Regions from separate parts of the Sus scrofa genome. Here all the other regions are linked to region 5. Evidence: chromatin contacts called from public Hi-C and targeted proximity ligation data. All regions are on one chromosome and are shown on one strand. The core of a region is the stretch at or near the end of the contact, and the rest is flanking DNA. Distances in the headings are between cores, read along the strand shown. Region 1 holds the start of BORCS5 (a long non-coding RNA gene). Region 2 overlaps BORCS5 (a long non-coding RNA gene). Region 3 holds the start of CDKN1B (cyclin dependent kinase inhibitor 1B). Region 4 overlaps LOC110260737 (a long non-coding RNA gene). Region 5 holds the start of DUSP16 (dual specificity protein phosphatase 16).

The links. A called contact is a pair of places that touch in the nucleus more often than the background predicts.
Region 1: a contact with region 5 is called in a targeted proximity ligation map of alveolar macrophages. A contact is called at or near these places in 2 of 5 promoter capture datasets (fetal liver and fetal skeletal muscle), 1 of 47 Hi-C or Micro-C datasets (epiblast stem cells) and 2 of 2 datasets of targeted methods (alveolar macrophages and skeletal muscle).
Region 2: a contact with region 5 is called in a Hi-C map of retroperitoneal adipose tissue, with 2.2 times the contacts expected there. A contact is called at or near these places in 3 of 5 promoter capture datasets (fetal liver, fetal skeletal muscle and liver), 24 of 47 Hi-C or Micro-C datasets (adipose tissue, alveolar macrophages, blood and 14 more) and 2 of 2 datasets of targeted methods (alveolar macrophages and skeletal muscle).
Region 3: a targeted proximity ligation map of alveolar macrophages shows a contact between it and region 5. A contact is called at or near these places in 3 of 5 promoter capture datasets (fetal liver and liver), 11 of 47 Hi-C or Micro-C datasets (alveolar macrophages, embryonic fibroblasts, fetal heart ventricle and 5 more) and 2 of 2 datasets of targeted methods (alveolar macrophages and skeletal muscle).
Region 4: a contact with region 5 is called in a targeted proximity ligation map of alveolar macrophages. A contact is called at or near these places in 2 of 5 promoter capture datasets (fetal liver and liver), 4 of 47 Hi-C or Micro-C datasets (liver, psoas muscle, skeletal muscle and 1 more) and 2 of 2 datasets of targeted methods (alveolar macrophages and skeletal muscle).

The regions. Positions count from the first base shown.
Region 1 is chr5:60,069,831-60,075,123 of Sscrofa11.1, forward strand. It overlaps BORCS5 (a long non-coding RNA gene), which reads right to left and starts at 3,146. Exons shown (of 4, transcript XR_002344101.1): 1 at 2,684-3,146; 2 at 8-151.
Region 2 is chr5:60,042,575-60,047,973 of Sscrofa11.1, forward strand. The region is part of intron 2 of BORCS5 (a long non-coding RNA gene); the gene reads right to left. Among named protein-coding and RNA genes, the nearest start is that of BORCS5, 28 kb to the right of the region's middle.
Region 3 is chr5:59,733,214-59,738,608 of Sscrofa11.1, forward strand. It overlaps CDKN1B (cyclin dependent kinase inhibitor 1B), which reads right to left and starts at 2,618. Exons shown (of 3, transcript NM_214316.1): 1 at 2,102-2,618; 2 at 1,426-1,555. The coding sequence starts at 2,576. The coding sequence ends at 1,434.
Region 4 is chr5:59,714,774-59,720,051 of Sscrofa11.1, forward strand. The region is part of intron 1 of LOC110260737 (a long non-coding RNA gene); the gene reads right to left. Among named protein-coding and RNA genes, the nearest start is that of CDKN1B, 18 kb to the right of the region's middle.
Region 5 is chr5:59,867,732-59,873,035 of Sscrofa11.1, forward strand. DUSP16 (dual specificity protein phosphatase 16) reads left to right here and starts at 2,171. Exons shown (of 7, transcript XM_021092338.1): 1 at 2,171-2,836.

The DNA of each region.
Region 1 (5,293 bases), core at 1,896-4,395, 200 kb after region 5:
TTCTTACCTTTCAAAAGTGGCTGGAAGGTTGGAATCTCTTGCAACTTGATGACATCAGGATCATTGCTGACATTCCGTGAGGCCTGGGAGCCCTGAGCTACAACCACAATATCATCCATCTTGGCTCTATGCTTAGCTGGAGAAGGGGCCACTGAAAACAAAGTTACACTGCTCAGAAGTTGCCTGTTAGTTAGCTTCCTCTCCCTCACCAAAGCTGTCTTCACTGTAGTCATTAAAAAGACTATTTTTTTTTTATACATACACAAAAATGTTAACTGTAGTTATCCTGCAGTGAAGGCTGGGATATGGGAGATGAGTTATGGAGGACCTCTATTTTCTGAGATTGAAAAACCCTCAAACTTCACAGGAACACACGCCAACTATGAAATTGTTTTTATAACTGCAAGTATTTTATTATTCAATACACAAAAGAAAAAGCAGATTATTTTTAATTTTTGCTTTCCGCCTCCTGATGTTTGCCTCTATTTCACCAATGAGGAAACAGAGGTACAAAATTTAGCTGTGACTTGCTCAAGATCAACAGTGCTAGAAACAGAATTAAGAAAGGAACTGGAAGTTTATGAGTTGTTGGTATACATGGCCCATCCCTGTGGCACTTTGCAAAGCTGTGTAGCCATCACATCACAGCAAGCAAGCCCAGTATGTTGGATAGACAGTAATCACGGTTGGGGAGGGGGGGTTCTCAACCTTAGGTGATGGTACCACCCTCTTCACCCTTAAAGTCACAGGACAGAAATAACCAGTAGGTCCATTGCAGGCTGAGGCAAAATTCAGAATTTGGAGGACTGCTAGAGATGCAGGTAAATTTCAGGTCTCCAAGGAGAACGTAATCCATTTAGAGGGAGTGATGCAAACGATCAAGGGCTCCCTAGACCAAGAAATCCTCTTCTCCCAAATATCTTCCTGGTTGGGGCAAGAATAATCTTTATTGTTTTATACTCTAAAAGGTAGTATTTACAGGCTCACCATCATCATGTCTCAAAAGTTTATCCAGAGGAGTTTCTGTTGTGGCTCAGCAATAATGAACTCAACTGGTATCTATTAGGATGTAGGTTGGATCTCTAGCCTCGCTCAGTGGGTTAAGTATTCTGCGTTCCTGTAGCTGTGGTGCAGGCCAGCAGCTGCAGCTCTGATTCAGCCCCTAGCCTGGGAACTTCCATATGCCGAACATGCAGCCATAGAACTGCCCTGCCTCCTGGAGCCGAAAGTCTGTGTCTTGGCATTCACTGCATCTCAGCTACTTTCACTGCTCTTCAAGAAATCTCTCTTACCCTCTTTTGCTAATTCACCTAATGTTTTACAAATCCCAGGCCAGAAATCTTTCCTGCTACAAAGTAATTGCTCCTTCCCTAGACCCCATACAAAAACAGATTTTGCTAGATTCTAGTTAGCCTCTACTACTCATCTGAAAATGGGGCTACTGCAAGGATTAAAGAGGAACACATGTGAAGCACTAAGCACAGGGGAACAGGCAAGTTGCAACCTATGCTATTGGGTAATACCAATTAGTGCAATCTAGTACTATTTAGAGCTCAGGCTGTTGGTTAGTAGGTGAGCAATCCTATTAAAAAGATGCCACACTTCTTCCCAAAGAATGTTTCTGGCCTGACACAGAGGCAAGAAAGTAAGAGGTAACATCTATTTCTGTGTTTGTTATAACAGATACTACATTCTGGGTCTTCCAAAAAAAAAAAAAAATAGCAAAGCTAGTACATGCTGCACACCATAAAAAACTGTCTAATCTAGCTCCCGGAATGGTCTGAACTAGAAGGGCAGCTTTCAGTGTGGAATCCCCTGATCTGTTAGCGTCTATATTTCTGAAGTACAGATCCTACCAAGAACAGAGCAGTTCTATGACCAGAGCTCTTTTTAGGCTCCAGATATAAGCCAATTTGGATTAACAACTCTTATCCAGGGCAACTCCAGTGGTCCCAGGGTTTGGCAGGTAACAAAGAGGAGCAAATGATTCTCAGTTAGCAAAGCATCACCTGTTTTATTTACTGACTGCTCATTGTATTACAGGAACAGTAAGCTCCCGTTCCTATATCAAACTCGGAGAGAAATCTAAAAAATATGGATGAGTGAAGAATAAGAAAAACATCAGAACCTGCCTTCCCAAACAACTTCTATATTAAAAAAGGAGCCGAGAAATCTTCCGATTGGTTGCAGTTCCTGGGCACCAAAACCAAGGCACCAAAACCAAGGCTGCAAAACACCTGTCACACATCCCTCTGAAAAGGAATCTCTGGGACCCACTTCTAAGAAGGAATCTGTTCTTTGAGGTCTTGTCTGTGAACCATACACTGTGCGACCAAACCTCACTGTCAGGCATCAATACTAAAGCCAGATATTATTTAGGTCCTCTTTCAAAGCGTAGGCTACACTGAGAGAAACACAGCTGTTTTGAAAATTAATGGGCACGGGCGGCCACCTGGCTCAGCTTGCAATCACAGGCACTCACTACCATTGGGAGAATCAAAGCCAGGCCAGATGGTTACTTTTTTTTTTTTTTTTTTTTTTTTTTTTTTTTTTAAGGAAAAAAACACGGTGAGAGCTTTCTGTGCGTTCCTGTCACCCGTCCCAGTCCCCACCAGGCTGGGAGGTAGCCCGCTCCGCAAGCAGGCAGGACTGGCTGGAGGAGAGGGGAAGTTAGGACACCGACCTGAGGAGTTCAGATCGTTGGGTCGGCTCTCGGCCTCGGAGCTCTGCTCACTGCCCATGGTTGCCGGCAGCGGTGGCAGCGGAGGAACGGTGGAACGGGCGGTGACCGCTCCGGCGGCGGGGCGACAGGGCAGGGGCCAGGGACCTAGATGAGAAAGCTACACGGGCTGCGGTGTGGGGATGGCGCGCCCAACCCAACGAGTGGCGCGGGCGGCAGGGGACAGGAGGCCCTACTTGGGGAACTGACTGCAAGGATACGTGGCTGGGCTACACGCCCCTCGCCGCCTTCTTTGGGGAAACCCAAGACCAAAAGGCAGGGGAACGCCCGGCACCAGCCGCGCCCGCGGCCGGCGGGCGGCGCCGCTTTCACTCACTCGCTTGCTCAGACGCCGCAGCTCGCTCCTTCCGGGACGCCAATTGGCCGCGCCGGCTGCGGCGGCCGTCAGTTCCGGGTTAGAGGGCCCCCGCCCCGGCCCGAGGGAGGGCGGGGAGACTCGCGCGGAAGACTCCCGCGGCGCAGCCTTAAAGGGCCCAACCTCCTCAAAGACAGAACCGCCCCGCAGGGTGCAGCGTTTCCTGTTGTAATATTGCACATCACCTTTAAGCATTATTCACACACTAGGCACTTTACTCCTATTTTTAGAACTTTACATAATAGGTTTGGGGGGAGTTTGTTTTTGTGTGTGTATTTTGGGCATTTATTGTTTTCCGTTTTAACTGAGATATAAGTGACATATAGCATTATATTAGTTTCAGGTGTACAATGTAATGGCTCCGTATTCGTATGTGTTGTGAAATCTTAAATCTTGTTTTACAAATGGCAAAATAGAGGTGTTAGACTTAGGGTTGGAACCCATAGCTGTCTGAATGCAAAGTTCCTGTTTCAGTTCCAAAAGGTGGAAGTTTGGCAGTAGACAACCGTGCAAAAAAAAAAAAAAATACTTGATGGTAAAGGACGGAGTTGAAAATGAGAGCAAAATGAATAGAAAATGCTGACTCGTTTGTTAGATGTTTATGCATCTTCAAAGGAAAGTGGATGCCCCAAGTCTCGTCACTTTCTGGGGAGCTTGACAATTATCACAGGGCATTCTGAAACTAGCAAAGGCGGAAAAGAAGTATGGGTAACGCAAAACAGAAACTGCCAACTTTCTCGCATCGTGTACGAAGACTTAACAATGTATTCCCATCAAGGAGTTGAGCGGTTCTGGGATTCTCAGAACTTTGCAACTCATATTGTTTGTTTTACGAAATTTCAAGCGAATACCCTGAGATTATATATACATAAACGTCTTATGCATATCATCAGAAAGAGTGTCAAATTGATGAAATGATTAAATCCCTTCTATTCTGCAGTATCACAAACATTTCACCTGCTTTAACTCATTTAATTTTCCCAATAACCCTGATGACCATAAGCAGGTAATTTCCTCATGGTCACTAGGTAGTATGTGGTGAAACTAGGATTTGGGATTCTCTGGTTATAAATCTCATGCTCTTTCCTCTGCTCCCCATCACAGTACTGTCCTCCCTGGGTATCCTCTGGGGGATTGGTTCCAGGACCCCCTGCCTCTGGAGGATACCAAAATCCATGGATATTCAAGTTCCTTACAGCTGGCCCCTCTAAATCTGCAAGGAAGAAATCTTGGGTATGGAGGGCCCACTGTACCATGAGAAAAATTCAAGTGAACATAAATTCAGTATTTGGTGAGAATGTGAAGATAGAACTAAAAACTGCCTGAGAGATCAAAAGAGTTTCCTAAGAGGTGATGTTTGACTATAGTCTTGAAGTTTACATAAACCACCAGACTTATGGAACTGGGAAAGGCCCGCTAAGTAATGTGTCCATTCCCTCTTGCAAAGCCCTTGGTTCTTCTCTCAGATATTTGGGGAGGATGAGCGAGAAGGCAAAGAAGGGAAAGTAAGTCATAGTCTGACTCTTGTTCCCTCTCCCACACCAATATTTAATTGTGTTCTATACCCTAATCCATACTGATGTGATGGTGATTTTTATGCTTCCCTTTGGATAAATGTTTCATTCTAGAAGGGATCCATCAATTGATGAATGGATAAATATATCATCCCAGGAGTTCCTGCTGTGGCCGAACAGCATCAGTGGTGTCTCAAGAGCACTGGCATGCAGGTTCAATCCCCAGTTCAGCACAGCGGGTTAAAGATCTGGCATTGCCACAGCTGCAGCGTAGTTCACAGCTGTGCCTCGGATCTGATGCCTGGTTCAGGACTCTTTATGCTGTGGGGTGGCCAAAAGGAGAAAAAAAAAAATATATGTGTATCCCATTCTCTACTGGCCAGCAAGGTATCTGCAAAGAAATCCACTGATAACCTATGTATAAGAAAATTGTTTTCTCTTGAAGCTTGTAAAATTCACTCTTTGTTTTGATTTTAGGCAACTTATTGGGCTTGGAAAATAATGTTTTGGTTTTGAAATTTTCGGATGACCTATAAGCTTCATGAACTTGTATGTTCAAATCTCTCCCCAGGTTTGGGAAGTTCTCAGTTATAATTTCTTTAAGTCAGCTTTCTACCCCATCTTCTGCTTTTCTCCTTCTGAGAATCCAACATGGCAGGGCAGGAGGTGGGGGTGGGAGGTGCT
Region 2 (5,399 bases), core at 602-3,101, 170 kb after region 5:
AAGACTCTGAGCAGAAATCACATGACATGAGCTAGGCTTCCAAAAAGACTCTGGCAGAGGTATGCATGATTAACTAGAATTTTTAAATGTTCATTTAAAATGTATTTGTCTGTATATGGGACTAGGGAGAAAAAAAAACCTGACTAGGGACAGTTAGTATCGTCCTACAGACTTTCTATTTGAACTCACATTTGTCTCAGCAACCTGTGCTCTGTCCCCATGTTGGAACAAGCAAGAGTCAGTGAGAGTTACCAAAGCCAAAGGAGGGATAAAACAAAGCCAAAATAAAGAGGCACTAGAACTGTTATCTTCTTGCCAGAATTGACTGCAAGTTGGAGGAGTGTTGGCTTCAACTTGCTAAAAGAATGGCTTAGTTGTCTAACCAAAGGGAGTTATGCTCATTTATCTGCGAACATTTATTTCATTTCCATCTCACACTTTTAATGTGTGGGGCTGCCTTGATATTGTGTTTCCATCTCTTCCAGTATATTGGCAGGAAATGGAAAGAACAGCAGAAAGATAAAGCCCATCTGGCCATAATGTTAATGTTAGCTTTCCTCTGGTCCCCTGACCAGACTTCCAAATGACTCTTACCTTTTCTTATATGTGCCCCTTATGAGTCTGGTTTCCTTCCCATAATTACTCATGCCTTGTCCTACTTTTCCTTATTGCATTACTATGGAACATTGCCTGTTACAGTGGTTTTACTAATATGCTTATCTACTACTGCTCAGTAACCACATCCAAAGAAAACAGTGGATGTCATGATGACATTTATTTTATCTTTAGTTACAGATATATTTATTTTGCTTTTGAATATTAACTATCCCTGGCTAGCAGTTCCTCTTTGCTCATTTCTTGCACTCTAAATTAGCAGTATCCAGGACACTACTAGTTTATTTAGGTTTAGGGCAGGTTTTTTGATTTTCGTTTTTGGTTTGCTTTTTTTTAGGGCCAAATCCACGGCATATGGAAGTTCCTAGGCTAGGGGTCAAATCGGAGCTGTAGCTGATGGCCTACACCATAGCCACAGCAACGCTAGATCCCCGAGCTGCGTCTGCAACCTACAACTCAGCTCACGGCAGCACGGATTCTTAATCCACTGAGGGAGGCCAGGGATCGAACCCGCATCCTCATGAATACTTGTCGGGTTTGCTACCGCTAAGCCACGATGGAACTCTCTAGGGCAGGTTTTAAAAAAAGTTTTTCCTCTCCCCTCAATGTTGCAATTTTCTCTCTGATGACTGCCACTCTGTTTGGAAGTGTGGTCCACAATGTCATCTAAAGCCTTAGGAAAAAACCAACTCGACATTTTATATAAGTACTGTAGCAATAAAAACACGTACACAGAGTTATACATAGGATACCATAATAAATATTGCATCCATGACATCTGATAAAACATGATACTAATAAAAAGATACCAAAATAAGTCTTAATACCTATTATAGTACTGAACTTCACCTTTTGCTAATTATATATAAGGTGGCAATCTCCTTACCCCCCAAAACACAAAACAGAAATTAGAAAGTAAAAAATATTCTTAACAGATGGCAAGAGTTCTGTGTCTGCTGACTCTAATAGGGCCTGAGCTCTTCTCTCGCTCTCTGATCTCAGTCCTGTCCTGTTAAGCGTTTTTCAGTGACGTGAATGAGGTCACTCAAAGTATGTTAATCATGGGGGTCCAAAAATAGCCTGAAGAAGTTAGAAACACTGGCTACAGCTGACATGAACTCTAAAGATGTGCAATGAAGGTCCAAAAAGCTATCTGCAGAAATACAAAATAAGGGAGGTGTGGCTTAACATCAGCGTAAGTAAAGAGGACTTTAGGATTTTTGATGATGCAATATGACTCAACTGCATGTGGCTGCCCAGACAGCTACCTCAAACTTGGGCTGTCTTAAAAGAAATACAGCATGCAGAGCAAGACAGAAGATCCAGTCCACACCTGGAATACTCTTCAGTACTAGGGGTCATGCTCTAAAAAGGGTCAAAACAGAGTATGTTTAGGTTTCAGGTCAGAGGGCTGGGTGAGACAAAATCATGTTATACGGGAACTGAAACTGTCTAAAGAAGAGTCTGTTCCACAATTTTTAAAGGTGCGGATATGACTTTTACGATCAGATTAAAAGACATTTCCATTTTGGATTAAAAAATACGTAAATAAGGCCCAGTGTTAAAGAGGATATTACGAAACTAACACATTCAGACACTGCTAGTTTTACTATGAACTGGTTTATTAAATCTTTCGGAAAACAATCCTGCCATGTGCTGTGACAGCTGTTAAACTGTTGTTACAGTGGCTTTATAGTCAAACTATGGTAGATTTGTAAGATGGAATAGTGATCAGCAACAAAAAGGAACCATATACTGATATAACCATAGGGATGAATCTCAAACGCATTACGCTAAGTGAAAGAAGCCAGACGCAAAAGGCTATAACTTAAATGATTCCATTTAAACAACATTCTGGAAAAGGCAAAACTTCAGGGATGGATCACAATAGTCAGAAGCTGAGGTGAAGGGTGAAACTGACTACAGAGTGACATAGGAGGAGCTGGGGGAAATGACAAAACTATTTTATTTCATGATGTTAGACTGGTTTCACAACTGTACAGATACATCGACACTCAGAGAACTATACTTTAAAATGGGTATATCTTACTGAATTTAAATTATTTTTTTTTAATAAGGGGAAAAAAGAGAAAATCTTGAAGGCAGCCAGAAAAAAAGAAATACATTACACACAGAGGAACAAAGAAATAAAGTTAACAATGAAGACTTTTTCTGATCAACAAAAACAAAGAATTCATTTCCGAAAGATCCATACCACAAGAAATGCAAAAGGAAGTTCTTCAGGCAAAAGGAACATGATATCAAACAGAATCCTGGATCAATATAAAGAAATGAAGATCTCCAGAAATGGTTGAAATGAAGGCAACTATGAAATACCTTTTTTCATATTTTTAATAGCTCTAAATAATGATTGTCTAAAGCAGGGGGTCAATAAAGTATGGCACAAGGGCCAAATCGCACCCACTTCCTGTTTTTGTAAGTAAAGTTATATTGGAACACAGTAACACCCATTCTTTTATGTATTGTCTATGGCTGCTTATGACAGAGTTGAGTAGTTGAGACAAAGACCAGATGGCCTAAAATACTTACTATCAGGCCCTTTACAGAAAAAATTTACCGCCCCCTGGTCTAAAACAAAAATAGCAATGTATTGTGGGTTTATAGCTTATGTAAAAGAAAAATGTATAACAACAATAGCACAAAATATGAAGAGGAAATTGGAATATAAATACCTTCCTGAGATAAAAACTTTTACACTACATGAAGTGGTGATTAATGAAAGACATGCATTGTAAACCCTAAGGCAACCACACAAAGAGTTTTGAAGATTGAAATGATATGCCAATAGTGGAGATAAAATCGGATCATAACAAGATTTGATTAATGCTAAAGTAAACACAAAAAGAAGGAAAAAGAATTAAAGAACAGCTGGCATAAACAGAAAACAGCAAGGTGTAAAAGTTCAATCCAACCATGCTGAAATTACATCGAATGTAAGAAGGTCGAAGATACTGTATAAAAGACAAGAGATTTTTCAACATGAATGAAAAAGCAAGACTCAGCTATATTCTGGTTACAAGAAACACACTTTAAATATAAACACAGATTAAAAGAACGGGCCAGATATGACCTCTTACTATAGCTAAGTAAGGTGATCAACAAAACATCTCTATAAAAAAATTCTGAAGCGTGAGAAATCGGCCAAAGGCATATAATAACCTGAGAAGCATTTATGTCTAAAAAAACAGATGAACTTGAACAAAAACAGTGGGGAACTGTGGCATTCTAACCTGGGGCTTCTCCCATCCCTCCTGCCTCAGCTGAAGTACATGTTGTGCCAGAATGGAGCAGGCTATGAAAATAAGCAACTTTTCTGCTGCCCTAGGAAGAGGCTCACTTGATTTGAAGCAGTGGATAACACTCAGGCGCAATCATAGTGTGGGAATTGACTATCTCAGAGATGGGAAAGTGGGAAAGGCTAAAAGTTCTACTCTCACAAGGTTGTGGTCATGGTTAGGGCAAGTTTATTCCTGCTGAGCTGCATGCATTTACAGCAAAGACCCGAGAGGTCCCAACCAGTCACACACTCCCAGCTGACCATGAGGCTGTGCACATGTCGAGAGAAATGGGGAAAGGACAAGCAGGATGTAGAAGATGAGAAACTTGAAAATGGTTGAACTTTGAATGTGCTTTCCCAGACACAGATCCATTGACACATGACAGACACTTTACTGGATCAAGGTGGTTGAATACAATTACTGGCTGACTAGCAAGCCATAGAGACATAAGGACAACCCCTAGGAAAGCTGACTTAAAAATAAAAACAAGTTTTAAAAAGGAGCAGAAACATCAATAGCCACAAATCACAGGGAGAAGAGATTTTACAGGTTCAGCAAGCATGTTACTAAACAAAGAAACAAAAAAGTAACAGGAGGATATGTTAATTAGCTTGACTGTACTAATTATTCCATAAAGAACATGTATATTGAATCATCAAACTGTATACTCCAAATATATGCAACATTTAATGGTTAAAGATTCCCCAATTTAAAAAATTAAAATCTTGAGGAGCTCTGAATCTAGAGCTGCTATAACGTTGTTGAAAATGCCTAGTTCTCACAAAAAATTCTAAGACATAAAAAGAATCAGGGAAGTGTGACTCAAACTCAAGAGAAGTAGCCAAAAGAAATTGTCTCTGCATACCCCAGATACTGGATATAGCAAACAAATATTTCAAAGCAGTTACTACATATAAGTTCACAGAACTAAAGGAAATTAAAGAAAAAAACTATGGCAAAAATGAATATACAAATAGAGATTCTCCAAAAGGAAACAGAAGTCCTGGAATTGAAAAGTACAAAAGCTGAAATGAAAAATTACCTAGCAGTTTAACAAGAGTTTTGAGATGACAGGAGAAATAATCAGTGAACATGAAAATACAAACTATCAAATCTCAGTAAGAAAAAAGGCTGAAGAAAAAATGAACAGTTCCAGAGATCTGTGCAACAACATCAAACATACTCACACATACACAATGGAAATCCCAGAAAGGAGAGAGAAGCTTACCAAATTTGATGAAAATATTAATCCCTACATTCAAGAAGCTTAATGAATTCAAACTAAGACAAATACAAAGAAATCAACACCTGTATAACAAACTGCTATAAACCAGAGTCAAAAAAAAAAAAAAAATCAAGGGAAAAGTGACTTATCTGAAACAATGGAGGCTAGAAGAGAGTTGACATACATAAAATACTAGGGAAAAAATTTTGTCAACCAAGAAGTCCATATCCAGCAAATTTTCCTTCAAATATGAAAATAAA
Region 3 (5,395 bases), core at 1,368-3,867, 130 kb before region 5:
TAACAAATGCCTCTCTGTATGTCAGAATGCGGCCAGATCAAAATCCAGTAGGTCTGATTTGCTGTGGCTCATCTGATGAGCTAGGCCACGAGTCACCAACCAACAAGAGCCACAGGTGTTAAGGTTGACTCAGAAATTTTTTTCACTTCATATACAGCTATAACGTAGGGTTCGATAGTGCCGTGTTGTATAAGCTCTGAAAGATATCAGACGTATGTAATAAAGTCCTACCTGTGACACTGATGTAAAAACACAACAAACTTGAACCCTACCTTCATCCCTGTTCTTTATTTTAAAATTTTTATAAATGAGGATTTTGAAAGTTAATGTCAACATCTCTTAGGATCTCTTTAAATGCTAAGCTATGAGGGTGTTTGTGGAGGGGAAAAAAAAGAGGTCACGGTCATTGTCTGTAAGGAGTGTACAAACTATTAACTAATATATGTAGTTTGATCATTATGGAAACCAATCCATGTAAAGCTGGGGGGCTGAATTATGCAAATTAGTTTTTTACATTGATCAGATTTTAGTAGGTGGAAAAATGTCCACTTGCCTTGTTCGGGGTAGCCCTAACCAGTGGCAGCCCTGGTATCTACTATCCATTTCCCCTACAAATATCCAAATTATCCTGTTATAGCACGATTAGCATACACATGCTGACGTGTTCCTGGATTGCTTACTCTGGCAGAGTTACTTAACTTCTGCTTTGTAACTTCAGTGTTATCAGAAATTCCATAGGAACCTTAGCGTTTTTGAGCCTTCCATTTTGGTTTTTTTTAAATACACAGGTTCCTTCTCCATCCCCCACACTGATCAGAAAACAGGGCAAGTGACACTTTGTGAAAACGATAGATAAAAGAAAGCCACACTCCTCTCTATTCACATTTCTAACCATGTGATTAACCAGATATGAGCCATTTGTACCTAACTTTTCCCTCAAAGTTTTAACTGGATCATTTATTTGCCATTTTTTTCCATGTATGGCTCAAAATCTGTTAGAGTCAGCTTGGTCCTCTGGGAGATGAATTCTCCTGAAGTGGGATGGAGGCAGACCCCCGCTCTTGTTCAGATGGAAAAAGAACCTATTGTTCCCAACACCGTTTTGATGGGACTCTCAGGGAACTGACCTTCCTACCCACAGGGCCTTGGTTGCAAGTATTTGCCTGGGACACTTGCTCTAATCATTGGGAGCTTCAAAGGAAAATGATCTCAGGACAGAGAAACTGGGAAGAATTATAGTACCCCCACCCTGATGCCCAGTCTTTCCCATTCCTCCTTTTTTTGGACCTCATAAAATACAAACAAAACCCCACAAGCTCTAATCTGCCAGACACCACTAAGATCGGGTATCTTGGTGTTTGAAAACCCATGAGTTCCTTCAGCCCAAATCGGGTGTCACTTATTTGCTTCCAGTGATCAACCCACCGAGCAGTTTACGTTTGACGCCTTCTGAGGCCGGGCTTCTTGGGCGTCTGCTCCACTGAAGCCGAGTTCGGGGAACCGTCTGAAACATTTTCTTCTGTTCTGTTGGCTCTTTTGTTTTGAGGAGAGGAATCTAAAGGCAGGAGGGAATTTTAAAAAGAACACACACAAATAATCTTTATTAGAAAAAACAATGGCTGACACAAGTTGGCTCGATACTGAGGGGACAAAAAACCCACCACCTCCACCCACCATCCTGGATCCGTCATTCCCAGTGGCCTTTAAGGGCACAAAATGAGGTTGTTTTCACATAACAGAAAGTGTATTCTACGCCCCAAATCTCTCTCTCTCCAAAGCGAAGAGGGAGGTGGTTGATAAACATCCCAACGTTGTCACATACCTACAGCTGGCTAGCGGGGAGGAGCCGCGATGTTTTCAGTTAGAGAAATTATCAGATAGCACAGTCTCATGCTTCAGACTTAAAAGTCATAAACAGACCAGCAGCTAGCCAAATAGCATTTAAAACCTAAGATGAGGAAGGTGTGTTCCCCAAGAGCTAAGTCAGAATGCGCTGAAAAGAAAGCGGAGGTTTAAGATCCTCAAGCAGGGAAAACAGCACGGCAGACAAACAGAGAGAGGCAGACAAACAGACGTTTCATGCATTCGAAAGGGTCATTACCGTCTGTGGCAGGTCGCTTCCTTATCCCAGTGCACTGCTCCGCTAACCCCGTCTGGCTGTCCGGTGCATCAGTCTTTTGGTCTACCAAATGTGTGTCCTCTGAGTTGGCCTGAGACCCAATTAAAGGCACCGCCTGGCGGGTCCCGCTGACACCCTGGCCCTCCTGCGCCGGCACCTTGCAGGCGCCTTTGGGTGGCCGCGGGGGTCTGTAGTAGAACTCGGGCAAGCTGCCCTTTTCCACCTCCTGCCACTCGTATTTGCCCTCCAGGGGCTTGTGATTCTGAAAATCAAAATTCCACTTGCGCTGGCTGGCCTCTTCCATGTCTCTGCAGTGCTTCTCCAAGTCCCGGGTTAACTCTTCGTGATTGACCGGGCCGAAGAGGTTTCGGCAGGCCGAGGGCTTGGGGTACTCCGCCTGTCTGGCGTCCATCCGCTCCAGGCTCGGGCTCCCGTTAGACACTCTCACGTTTGACATCTTCCTCCCGGGGCTCGGCGACCGCCTCTCTCGCGCTCTCGCAAAACAAAACCGAACAAAACAAAACGCCTCGACCCAGCCCGAGCCCCTCTTATAAGCCCTGCGGCTGCCCTCCGAGCCAAGAGAAACAAACACCGACGAGTAAGCGCCCGAGCGTCAGGAGCGCGCTGGGGCTGGGGGAGGGGGCGAGGGGCAGCCCGGGCCAGGCAGCCCCGAGTCTCCGCCGATCAAGTGTACGGGCGAGCTGGAGGGCGGGGAGGGGAGGGGAGAGGAGCGCAGCGGAGAGAGGAGGGGGCAGAGCCAGTCCGAGTCCCCGCCGCTGCGAGCCCGCGGGTCCCGCCGACCGAGCGGCTCTCCAAACCTTGCCGGCGTCGGAGTCGCGGAGCGGCGAGAAAGTGGGGACAGGGGAGGGGGAGAAAAACACCCCGAAAAGACGAGCCCCCTTTTTTTAGTTGCCCAATATGGCGGTGGAAGGGAGGCTGACGAAGAAGAAGATGATTGACACCGCAAGTCTATTTAAACAGAGGAGGAGATCATTGGTCGCGGCGCCGGGAGCCGCCCAGCCGAGACTGGCGAGCTGGGCCTTAAGGTGGCCCCTGAGCCGCCGCTGCGCCTCCCCGCCTCCCGAGCGCGCCGCCGCCGAGCGCGCGGCCGGGAGCTCGACTGGTCGCGTGACTGCTGGAGGTGCCGGGCTGCCAGCAAACCTGCTCTGGCTGGCCTCGGAGAAATTAAAAATAAGACAAACTCGCCAAAAGGCCGGGGAGCCGGGGAGGGGCCTGGCCGGAGAGGTGGCGGGTTCTGGTCCCTGCGCTGCGCTCCGCTCCGGAGCCCCGACCTCCCTCTCCTCGCCGAGGGCGATCTTATTTTCCCCTCGCTCGCCGAGCGGGTAGGGGCGGGCAGCTGGGCTCGCCGCTGGGCGCTCGGCCCCCAGCTGGGCTCTCTCCCGGGGGGGCCCCCACCGCTCGCTCAGCGGGGGAGGCGGGGAGCCCCTGAGCCTGGGTGCCTTAGCTGGGGGTGAGCAGTGGTTAGCTCACCCTTAACCTAGAAGTCTGTGCTGTTCTAGGGGAGGCAGGGGGCTTAGGGGGGAAGCCCAGGAGGACGTCTTTCTATAAGTAGACTGGAATAGATGCTGCATTTGTAATGTATTCTGAACCCAAGCTCTCCCTCAATAAAAACAAGAAAAGGGCTTCGAGATCAAAAACTCTATTGGTCTCCCAAGTCCCTAATAAACTTAGTAGCTGTCTCAGATACATTTCGTTTAAAAAAGCGAGGATACACCCCTGGCCCAGGTTCTTGCTTCCCAAGCACTGTTAAGGCCACTGACTTGGTCTGCGTGTGGGAACTCGTCTCCTCTTTTATATTTTTCAGTTCTTTCCCGGCTTGTAGCAGTTTCCTCTACCTGAGTCCCGCCGCCAAATACAACAGCCCCTTCCTTCCTTCACCTTTCTCTCCCACCAGATTCACTTCTCCAGCCCACCCAGAACATTCAGATAGATACAAGTGAACGCTTTGAGAGAGCTGCAAGTCGCTGAAGGGTGAAAGTAATCGCAAAGTCCAGATTGTGAAGTGATTTATACAACCACCACAACCATGTTCTCAGATCTGATATTATTATTTGGGCGTTTCTCTGCTCCCCTTGGCAACTTGAAGTCTACCTATCCATATGATTTTGAGCAAGATGATGGGAGTTAAAACAGGATGAACAGGGCTATCATATCTGAAACAGAGCCCAAAGAGTCTTTAACTGCCTTCCCCCACTCCCATATATGATCTTGGTCTGGGTCAAAGTTATTATACACGTTACTGGAAACTAATCTTCAGTTCTAATAGTACACAACAGTTTTCTTAGGTGTCTTCAGTAGTCCACAGCCGTTTTCTTAGGAGTCTATGATACAGATGAGTTTGACTTGTAACTTGTTTTCTTAACCACATATTGTTTGTCCACTTTGTCTGCCTGCCTCACGTGTGCACTCCAGAATGTAAGAGCTGGAGGGGGTGGGGGAGAGAGCCTTCAGAACCCTGTGGCTCAATCCTTTCTTTTTACCACTGAGGAAATTGAGACTCGGGTTTCTTGTCTGGGGACACATAGCCAGTTGGTAGCAGAGCCAGGACTAGAGTAGAGGCAGCACCCTCACCCTAAAGCTGGTTCATTTTCTGTTCCTTTCCCTCCTGATGGCCTCAACTGGTTGTTTTTGTTTGTTTGTTTTCCTGGGTCTGCCTGTGCTATAGTCTACAGGCCCTCCTCTCTTACAAGTGATTCAGAATGGCTCCTTCTCATACCCTGGCTTGTCTGCAGATGTTTCCTTGATGTAGCCTCTGGTCCCTGGCCTGATACCACTATCTTTGGCCTTTGGTGTGACCTTGCACTAATTTGGCTAAAACGCAGATTCCCAAAAGGCAGGGTGAGAGCAGTGAGGGAGGTGATGCCCCAAACTTATTTCAAAGTCAAGACTTCCTACCTGACTGACAAAATATTTCACCTGAGATCATAGTAAAAGGTCAGGTCTTCTTTATTTTTCTACATTTAATGCCCCACTTAATTTGCTGAACTGGAGGAGGGGTAAGAGGGACATGAAATTTAGGGTACGTCTCAATACCCTAATTTATTCCCTATTCCTGAAATGAGATCACTGTTGTGAAAATGTTTACATAATTGCTAGACTTCACTGGAATTCGCTATTATATATAAGCATAAACTCAGATACATAATTACACGAAGGACCACATAGATGAAAGTGGAGATATTCTAGTGTATTACACCTTGGCACTGATGTTTGATTTTACTCGTGGAATTAATATCTTAGGTAAAAGCAAAAATT
Region 4 (5,278 bases), core at 943-3,442, 150 kb before region 5:
AGAACTGGTGTGGCATCGCCTATAGTTCCTGTATCTTTCTGCTCCACAATGCACCTTCTATCCTCAGAAACAAAGGATGCCTCCTCGGGTTGCATCCATCCCATCCACCTTGGAGGCAGCCAGAAGGGGATGGACAGGCAGCTGTCAAACTGCTTTTCAAACACCTTCAGGGATGAACACAGTCCAGCATACCTCACGAGCCCTCTTTAAATAACCGCCAGATCCACAAACGAATTAATTTGGCAGCAGTACTGAAGTAGAGCAATTTATCATCTACGAAACTTTAGTAAAGGTTAACAGTATACCCAGGCCACCATACGAGAAAACCTAAGGTATAATTTAAAACCCCTAAAATGACACCCTGCTTTAAAACATCTCTAGAATTGGCTTGCCAATTTCAGTTAGAGATGTATTCTGTTTTTCATTTTTCATTTTTTAATTAAAATTTTAAAAAATAAATAATGAAATAGAAGTTACAGTGCTGTGTTAGTTTCAAGTGTAAAGTGATTCCGTTTTACACATATATTCTTACATATGTGTGTATAATATATTCTTTTCGAGATTATTTTCCTTTTTTCAGATTCTTTTCCATTATAGGTAATTAAAAGGTGTTGAGTATAGTTCCCAGTGCTATACAGGAGGTCCTTGTTGCTTCCCCATTTTATATATAGCGGTGTCCATTTCTTAATCCCAAACTACTAATTTTTTTTTATCTTTTAAAAAATGTTTAGTCATATCTGCAGCATGCAAAAGTTCCCAGGCCAGGGATTGAACCTGCACCACAGGAGTGACCAGAGCCACAGCAGTGACTCTGCTAGGTCCTTAACTGCTAAGCCACCAGGGAATGCCCCAAACTTCTAATTTATACAGATTTATTCTGTTAAGGGAGTATATTTCCAATAAAAGATACTGTATTATGCTGAGGGAGAGATTTCAAATAAGTACAAGGCAATGTCTAACAAATGGAAACTTAAGGCATCCATGAAAAATACTCAACACTATCAAGCAGCATAGAAATGCCAAGGTCAGGAGGCATTTTAGAGAAGAATAAAAGCCTACAAATGTCTTTTGGTAAATCTGTGAGTCAAGTGATTTGTTAGTGCCCTAATAAGGCATAAACAGAAGAAATAAGGTGAGTAGAAGAAAGTTTACCCAGGACTGGTCAAGAGAAGCTGCCTCGTGGCCATGCTGATGGGCCTGGGTTCTCTGTGTGCAGCAGAGAGGAGTGGGGGCCTTAGAAAAGCAGGTGAAATGTTGTTCCCATTGTGGTTCTGTGGGTTAAGGACGGGACAGAGTCTCCATGAGGATGCAAGTTCGATCCCTGGCCTCACTTAGTGGGTTAAAGATCCAGCATTGCCACATGCTGCAGTGTGGGTCACAGGCTCTGATCTCGCATTGCTGTGGCTGTAGCATAGGCCAGCAGCTGCAACTCCCTTTTGACCCCTAGTCTGGGAATTTCCATATGCTGAGGGTGCAGCCAAAAAAGACCAAAAAAAAAAAAAAAATTGTAGAGAGGAAAAGCAAGAAACAGAATTAGCATGTCCCAGGTGTCACCCAGAGCCTGACACTTATTGTTGACAAACAAAAAGTCTCACAGATACATTCCCCTTTCTCCTCCCATGTAACCACCGCTTCGGTTCTGCAGCCTCAGGTCTCCCATTCACCAAATCGTCTATTCCCACGGTGCCTGTTCCAGAATCCATCACTAGATGCTAATGGGATTCACAGCTCTTCTTGAGTACCTAACCCAAGCCTGGGGCCCAGGCTTCACCAGCCAGGTGAAGATACGCTAGAGATAAGGGTTTTGTTCCCTCCTTCTCACTTTCCATCAGGAGCTCTTTCTTTTGAGCAAAGATTTGCTGTATTTTATTTTGCTGGCAGAGAGGAGGAAGGGAGGTGGAGGGCAAAAGATAGAAAGGAAACAAAGGAGCTAAGATGCAGTAGGTATTTGGGGGCTGGTTTTGGCTGGAGCTGATTCTTAGAGCTATTGTGTTTGAGAAATATGAAAGACTACCACCAAAGACTGAAACAGAAACACCTGTGATTGGGGCTGGGCATTACAGGTCCCCTAGACCAGTTCCAAAAGAATCTGAGTTGTTAGCTGAAATGATGAACAAACTGTGAACGATCCGTTTGCCCACACCAGTAAAAACTTAAGGGAAGCACATCAACTCTTAATCGCTATACAGGTTTAGCCAGCAGAGGGCGCCCTCTTACTAATCTTCAATTAAAAAATCCTCGCGGGTTGTCCGTTTTTACTACCTCTCTTTTGAAGTCTCTTTCCAAAACCAAATATGTAAATAATGAATCCTTTAGCCAGAGTATTTGCGAACATTGAATCCAGCTGTTCAGTTTTTTGAAGAAAATGTTTCCATATTCACTCCTGAGTTGTTCTTAGCTTAGAAACTTCACACCACCTGAACTCGCCAAGGGCAAAATATGGACTGGGCCTTAAAAAACACAAGCAACCAGTTCCTTCTGACAATGAAGACAATACTAGCTGACCCCAGGGTAGCTGGGGAGAGAGGGAATTGGTCCTCGGAGTTAGCATAGGACTTGCCTGGGTGCTCCTTCCAAACCTGAAATCAATCAGTTATGATCAGCATCTGCTCTCACAGTCCAAAGACCTCACATCCCTTTCACTTACTAAGGGCTAAGTTTTAAAACTTCCTTTTTCTTTTTTTTTCACACGGCCGCACCTGTGGCATATGGATGTTTCCAGGCGAGGGGTCCAATCAGAGCTGGAGCTGCTGGCCTCCACCACAGCCCCAGCAATGCTGGATCTGAGTGACATCTGCAATGCTGAAGCTTGTGACGACACCAGATCCTTAACCCACTGAGCAAGGCCAGGGATAGAACCAGCATCATCATGGAGACTGTCTCAGGTTCTTAACCTGCTGAGCCACAATGGGAACTCCCTTAAAACATGTTTTATATTGTGTATGTTGAGCAGCATGGCAAAGAAATTCAAAGGTGTGAGTCTGGACTTTCTTTCCCACACCTTATCTGAAGGATCCCAGTGTAAGACTAGGGATTTTGACAAGTCAGAATGGCCATCATTCATAAATCCACAAATAACAAGTGCTGGAGGGGCTGTGGAGAAAAGGGAACCCTCCTGCACTGTTGGTGGGAATGTAAACTGGTACAGCCACTATGGAGAACAGTTTGGAGATACCTTAGAAATCTATACATAGACCTTCCATATGACCCTGCAATCCCACTCTTGGGCATCTATCCGGACAAAGCTCTACTTAAAAGAGACACATGCACCCGCATGTTCATTGCAGCACTATTCACAATAGCCAGGACATGGAAACAATCCAAATGTCCATCGACAGAGGATTGGATTCGGAAGATGTGGTATATATACACGATGGAATACTACTCAGCCATAAAAAAGGATGACATCATGCCATTTGCAGCAACATGGATGGAACTAGAGAATCTCATACTGAGTGAAATGAGCCAGAAAGACAAAGACAAATACCATATGATATCACTTATAACTGGAATCTAATATCCAGCACAAATGAACATCTCCTCAGAAAAGAAAATCATGGACTTGGAGAAGAGACTTGTGGCTGCCTGATGGGAGGGGGAGGGAGTGGAAGGGATCGGGAGCTTGGGCTTATCAGTCACAACCTAGAATAGATTTACAAGGAGATCCCACTGAATAGCATTGAGAACTATGTCTAGATACTCATGTTGCAACAGAAGAAATGGTGGGGGAAAAACTGTAATTGTAATGTATACATGTAAGGATAACCTGACCCCCTTGCTGTACAGTGGGAAAATAAAATTAAAAAAAAAAAAAAAAAAAAAAAAGACTAGGGGTTTTGACTAGAATTAGACAAAAGGAGAAAATGAGAGTTTCGTTGAAGCTTAGTTGAAGTTACTCCCTCCATTAAGCCAGAGTTTTCCCATCGCTCTTGGTGTAAAGTTCAAAATTCCTAATGTGGTTTTCAAAGCCCATCACCATCTGGACTTGCCCGTGGCCCCAGCCGGAGCCCTCAGCCCTGCTGCTCCATTTGCTGCATCCCAGCCACAAACACCTTCTTTCACTTCCTCAAAGGCCTTCCCAGAGGTGGGACCTTGGGCATCTCTGTCTGGATCATTCTTCTTCCCCTCTGTCGTTCAGCTGGCCCCCACCTACAGGAGAGACTTTGTCCAAAACTTACAGAGCAGTCACTGCAACATGGGGCTGGGGCTGCGGATGCTGCAAAAGGCACCACCTGAAGGGATGGACTTAATTTATGCTGTACAGCAAAGTGACCCAGGCATATATATATATATATATATATATATATATATATATATATATTCTTTTTTTCCCATACTATCTTCCATCATGTTATAACCAAAGAGATGGAATTTTTTTTTTTTGGTCTTTTTGTCTTTTTTCCTTTTCCAGGGCCACACCTGCAACATATGGAGGTTCCCAGGGTGCTGGGGGTCGAATCGGAGCTGTAGCCACCAGCCTATGCCAGAGCCACAGCAACTCAGGATCCAAGCCACGTCTGCGACCCACACCACAGCTCACGGCAACGCTGGATCCTTAACCCACTGAGCAAGGCCAGGGATCGAACCCGCAACCCCATGGCTCCTAGTTGGATTCGTCAACCACTGAGCCATGACAGGAACTCTGAGTGATTCTAATTTAAAACTGTGGATTCAAGTGTTTAGACTTCAGTGCCTGCCGGATCCCTCAGCTGGACAACTTTGTGTGGGGGCTCAAACTGTAGGAGCACAATGCAGAAGCTCCGAGGTCCCCACCTACCACGTATGGCTCAGAACACTCATTAGCAATCACAGCTGTGATTCCTTGTCCATTTCCTCCAAGAGCACGTTGCTTTATGAGGAGCGCTCCTGTCTGTCATGCTGAAGACCCAGCCTGGCCGATAGAAGAGGCTCCATGAGTATTCAGGCAAGAGTGAAGCAGCATTTGGCACCAGGGAACAACCTTTAAGTTACACCTTCGATGGCTTTTTCTAGTGAGAGAGTAAATATTCATTGATCAGCCTACACTCTTGCCTCACCTACCATTTTCCCTGGACTCCTGTGAACACATGGTTTGTGGCCAAACATCAGCAATCTAGCTTCCCTGGAAAATAACCTGATATCCACGGGGATGGAATGCGTGATCTTGACTAGGAAACAGGAATCGCAGACTTAGAAGCCAAAGGGAACCAATAAATCATCTTGTTTAACTTCCCCACTTTACAGGAAATCACGGATTTCAATTTTCTCATCCGTCAAATGAAGACTGGAGGTAGTGATT
Region 5 (5,304 bases), core at 921-3,420:
AGTAAATGTGTTCAATGCTTACTTGCTGGACTAGTAACAAGCTATTTATCCTAACATCCATGTACTTCTGTAACATGCCTCTAAATCTCAAATTTAGCCTTGTTCTTTATTGCGACACCCCAACCTCCACTACTATTAGAAGGGTCTACTCGTCCCTCATCTGAACATCCCTTGTCCATTCCATCTCGATGTCTCTGCTTCTGCCATTTCCCTTCTAGAAGAGTCTCTTCACTGACCCCTCTTCCCCCAAATTAAAGCTTAACTATCCTCCACGGATGAGGTCAAAGCCCTTTAGGAGATGCCTTCCTTGACAACCCCAGCCTACCTGGCTCCTTTGCTCCACAGAACTCTTAACCAATATTGCATGCCACTCAATTATTAACTTCATTTGTAATTAGTTTTAATCAATGTCTTGTTTCCCTAATTAGATGATATACACTGGGGAGGCTTCCATAATAGCTATCATAGCACCACATACATGGAAGACACTCCAATTTCATTGTATAAATGAAGAAAGGAGAGAGAGGCTTCAAGATGTGCCAGGGTAAGGCGGCTGGAGCTGTAGCATGTAAAGAGAACTCGAATTCTTGTGGAGTCTTTTATGCTGGCAAGATCCCTGCTAGGACAAGGATTTTTTCTCTTCCTTCCTTCCCCCAAATCCCAACTCCTCCAGCTGAGCAGATTGGAGATGCAGATCCTCCTCAACTACCCTTTAGAATCTGTTCTAAACAGCAGGACTGTGGTCAGTCGATTATCAGAGCTTTCCTGGAAGAGCACAAGCAGTAACAGCCCGTGGCCACCAGAGGACAGGGCGCAGGGAGCGATTGCTTCCCCTCCATAGAAGTCTTAAAAGAGGTCAAATCTATGGCCTTCAGGCTTCAGTGACTGCCTGATGTGCTCAGCGCATTCCCATCTCCAGGTGGACTCCTTTTTCTCCTCTAAAACATGGGCTGGAAGCTCCTAGAGGCTTACCCTAATACTAACCTGAAATGATTATAATAGCAAATGCACTTTAGCTGCACGATTTAAAGGCAGAAAGGGAGTATGGAGATGTTTCAGCTTTCTCACTCCAAACCTGCTTTTCAGTTCTTTTGCCAATTAAACAAGCAAACAAAAAGCCCCTGGAAGTGTCCAAACAGACATTTCCGAACAAAGATGACTTTCGGGACCAAGGTCCCAAATTGAGTACATTGCAAATGGAACACTTGAGGAGATACACTATTCCTGCCTACAAATTCTGGCTCCTGGAGCAGTTCACTCGCAGTGTGCTTTTCCGTCATTAATCACATCTTTGTTATGTGATATCCACGTGAGTACTTCTCAGTTGAAGCAGCTTCATGCTCAAATGCTCAAAGAACACTAGAATAAAGATCTGATTGTCCTAGTCAGTGATTCCAAGTCCTGGATTGTCACCACCTCAGGTCTCTAGTTTCCCCAAGTGTGTAATGTAGTTTCAAAACAAAGCTATTTTAATTAGTCCAAATTTAAAAATGCACGAAGTGTGTGAAGTTAAATCAATGGGGTCTTGCACCTCTCAAGAGGCAGTGAACCTCTGTTTTGATTTCAAGATGATTCTGTGCTGCCCGATATAGAACATACCTCTAAAGAGCATTTTAGGCTGCTCATTCCCATTACATTTGTAAATAGGAAATGTTGAGTAAATTTAATCAAAGTAAAATAATGAATATTAGGAGCATTCAGGTGGGGGCTTTCAATGACAGACACAGAGAGGCAGCTGAGTGCCTGACCACCTGAATGTGATTTTTCTTAAAGTACCTGTTACTTCTCTTTCCTAAGAGACGGCGGTGCCCTGCATTTTGGGTTTTTAAAGAGCGATTGTAATTCTCTCAAATCATTGTTTGCGTTTCTTCACGCTGGGGAGGCAGCTGGAAACAGCCCAACCAGGAGGAAAAGGTTCTGCTCCTCGCTGGCGTGGGGGTGGGGGATGCGACCCTGAAATACCTGTTGGGGCGCGGCGCTAAGGCGCGCGGCCGAGACCAGGCAGGGAGGTCGGGGTTCGGGGCCCCCGGGGGCGGCGGGCACGCGGGCGCGGAAGGAGGAGGCCGCGGGTCCGCCTCCCCCAGCCGCCCGGCTCCTCCCAGCGGCGCCCGCGGAACCTGCCCCGGAGCCGCCGGGCCCCGGAACGGAACGTGACCCGTCCCCTCCCCGAGCGGCCGCGACCAGGCGCCGAGCCCCGCTCCGGACTTGGGCGGGCGGCGCGCGGCCCCGCCCGGCGCCCACCGCCCTGCCCTCGCCTGTCTCCTCCTTTCCCCGGGGCTCCGCTGAGTTCATTCACTGGGATTGGTTTCAAGTGACGCCATCTCTTTATTTTTAAACCAATGACCTCATCCGCGCTTGAAGTTTCCTGACCAGCGACTCTTTCTCTTTTCCCCCACCCCCACCCCACCCCCCCCGCCTTTCCCCCTCTTTCTGGGTGTCCCTGTTTGGGGGGCTCTGATCAGTTTTCAAACGACTATCATCACCTCTCCCTGCCCCCGCCGCCCCCCCACCTCCCCAGGTTCCTCACCCCTTTCAGCAGTGTTTTTTCAAGGCTGATCGGGGGTGGGGGGGAGAGAAAGAGTGAAGAAAAGTTGCAAACTTCTCCTCGCTTCCTAAGCCTCCCGCCCCCACCCGCCCCTCCGAGCAGGAGAAGATAATATAGTGAAAAGAAGAGGAGGAGGAGAGCGCGACGGGACGGACGCGAGCAGGAGCGCAGCCGCCCTCCCGGCTCCGCCGCGGCGCCTCGCAGGTCCGGGAGGCGAGGGGGCCCCGCGGGGAGACGCCGTGACAACTTTCATTTCCCCCCGAGAGAGCCGGGAGGTCGGTAGCTCCCCAAGTAAGTGGCCGCGCGGACGGCGGGGTGGGAGGGCGCGGGGCCGGGCGCCCGCCGCGCCGGCAGCATGGACGCTCCTTCGCGCGCCCCGGCTGCTCTGCCCTCCCGGCGGCCGGGCCCGGGTCGGCGGGCGGGCGGGCGGGGTGGGGGCGACCGCGGCCCGGAGCGGCGCGCGCGTGGGAAGCTGGGGGGGGGGACGAGGGGGGCCGCGCGGGGAGGGGGCGGGGGACGGCGCGGGGACTGGGGCCGAGCGGCCGGGTCCCGCCGCCAGGAGCCGCCGGCGGTCGCGGTCCCTTCGCGGGCGAAGCCGCTCGCTTCCAGGCGCGACTGTTACACAACACGCCTGCCAAGTGGGGCCCCGGCCTGACGGTTCCCATTATCCCCAACTCGCCCTGGGTGTAAGCAGCGGGGCCACCTGGGTGGTGACGGGGCCGCTTTCTTCCACCAACTCGCTTTTCATGCGCTGCCCCCGCCCTCCTACACAGGCAGGGTGTTGGGGGCTCGGTGTGCCAGTGACTTCTTTATTTACACTAACCCTAAAACGTGAGAAAGGAAAAAGCCCGGGGAGACAACCGAGGGTCTGTGTATCGAGTGTACTTTTCATGTAATGAAACACCGGGGAGGAAAATATTTGTGCAAGACTGAAGATTTCAGGTGCTGCCGGGCTTATTTCCTTTAAAACTTCAACAATAACAACCTGGGAATTAACTTGAGAAAATATAAGGAGATCTTAAAATGAATGGATATGGCAAAATCCTGAAGAAGTTTCTCAACCGTCCGCTGCAAAGATCCTAAATAAAATCCCCAGTGCCTCGAATCGTTTGGAGAAAGCACACCTCCATCCAGCCTGTGATGAATAAAGTGGAGAGGAAAAACCTGTTACATAATCTCATTTGCCCGGGGGTTTGCAGTGCCGTCCCCTTGCATCAAGGGGAAGTGAGTTAAGATGCAGGGTGTTTTAAACTCTCTGAAGTTTTTATTTACCCAGTGTTCTGGCTGCCACTTCTGCTTTAAAAGATTATAAGTAAATACTCTGCTCTTACAAGGGAACCAAACCTATCAAACCTGTTTAGAAAATGACCAGGTATGTTTCTTTGCTTTCTTTCCGGGCTGTTTGTGTGTGTGAAATTTACCATCCATGAGAGACCTTATGACTAGTATTTGGGGAACTTAGACTGTCAGATCTTTAAGCCACTCATCTTTAAGTGCACGTTAAGTGACAACTGCTTCCTCAGAGGATTTATGCTATTCCGAACCACATCAAGAGCAAAGATTTTTGAAGTTAAGGTAAATTTTTAAAAGGAGCGAATTCTTACCAATGGAATCAGTCACTTGTGAATTATTTACTTTTCCTTGAGAATCCTGTATTTTGGTGGACAGACAGCTTGGGAGGCTGTAGTTAATTGAGACTTGTGGAATTCTGGTTTTGGTGAAGGTAGCAACCTGGAAAAGGTAAATTGAAAAACTAAGAGCTTGGGAGTTAGGTATTTTAGTCAAAACGTGACTAGGCACTGTGAAAGTTTTTTTTGTTTTTGTTTTTGTTTTTTTTGTATAAGTAAAGTTCTGGAATTTAAGTGAGTTTGATAACTGTGTGAAATCTTGTTGTTAAAAAAACATTGGGGGCAGTTAACATGTTCATGTAAAAAAATCAGCCCCAAAGTTGGTTTTAGGTAAAATGTACTTATCAAAGTTCTATATGGGGGAAAAAGGTAAAAATGAGTTTATTCTGAATTCTGCTGGTATGGTGAATAACATGAAAAAAAAAAAAAGTAGATTGAAGCACTGTAAACCTGCATTCAGATGTAAAAATAATTGAATACCTGTAAACTAGTCATGTAAAATTGAGGATTTGGGATCTCTTTGGCCAAAAGCTTAATGGGAGTAACTGAAAAGGGGGCAAAAGAGAAGATCCTGTTAACCCAGTTCTTTTCCTTTTTCTTAAACATTAGAAACTCTTTTGTGGAAGTGAGGCTGAGATCAAGTCTGAGATGAGTGCAGAGTTTAGGCTGGGGTCATTGGAAGGGCCAGGGTTGGTGTTTTGATGTTCTTTTCTATAAATGCCTGTATTGGGAATTTAAATTCCATAGATTTTCTGGCCTATGGGATTACATGTTGAGGAAGCTCACTTACATAGCTGTTCAAAATTAATGTTTTTCTACTTTTCAGCCAATCATAATAGCCCACTAAATATAATTTGCTAGAATTACCGGTGTAATTTATCCTTGAAACCCAACTTTTCCTGGAGAATTAAAAAAAAAAAAAAAAAAAAAAAAAAAAGGCAGCGTTTTCTATCCTGTGTTATTTGGACTAAAAATTCACTGGACGTTTAATGTTTTTGAAATGCTTTGCTCTCTCAAGCCAATGGTACTTTAAATTCAAGAAGTAAATTAATATAGGGTAAGCTAATTTGGATCAGAAGCCCAAGAACAGGGAGGAAATCAATCAGGGGAAACAGAAACCAGATTTTATGA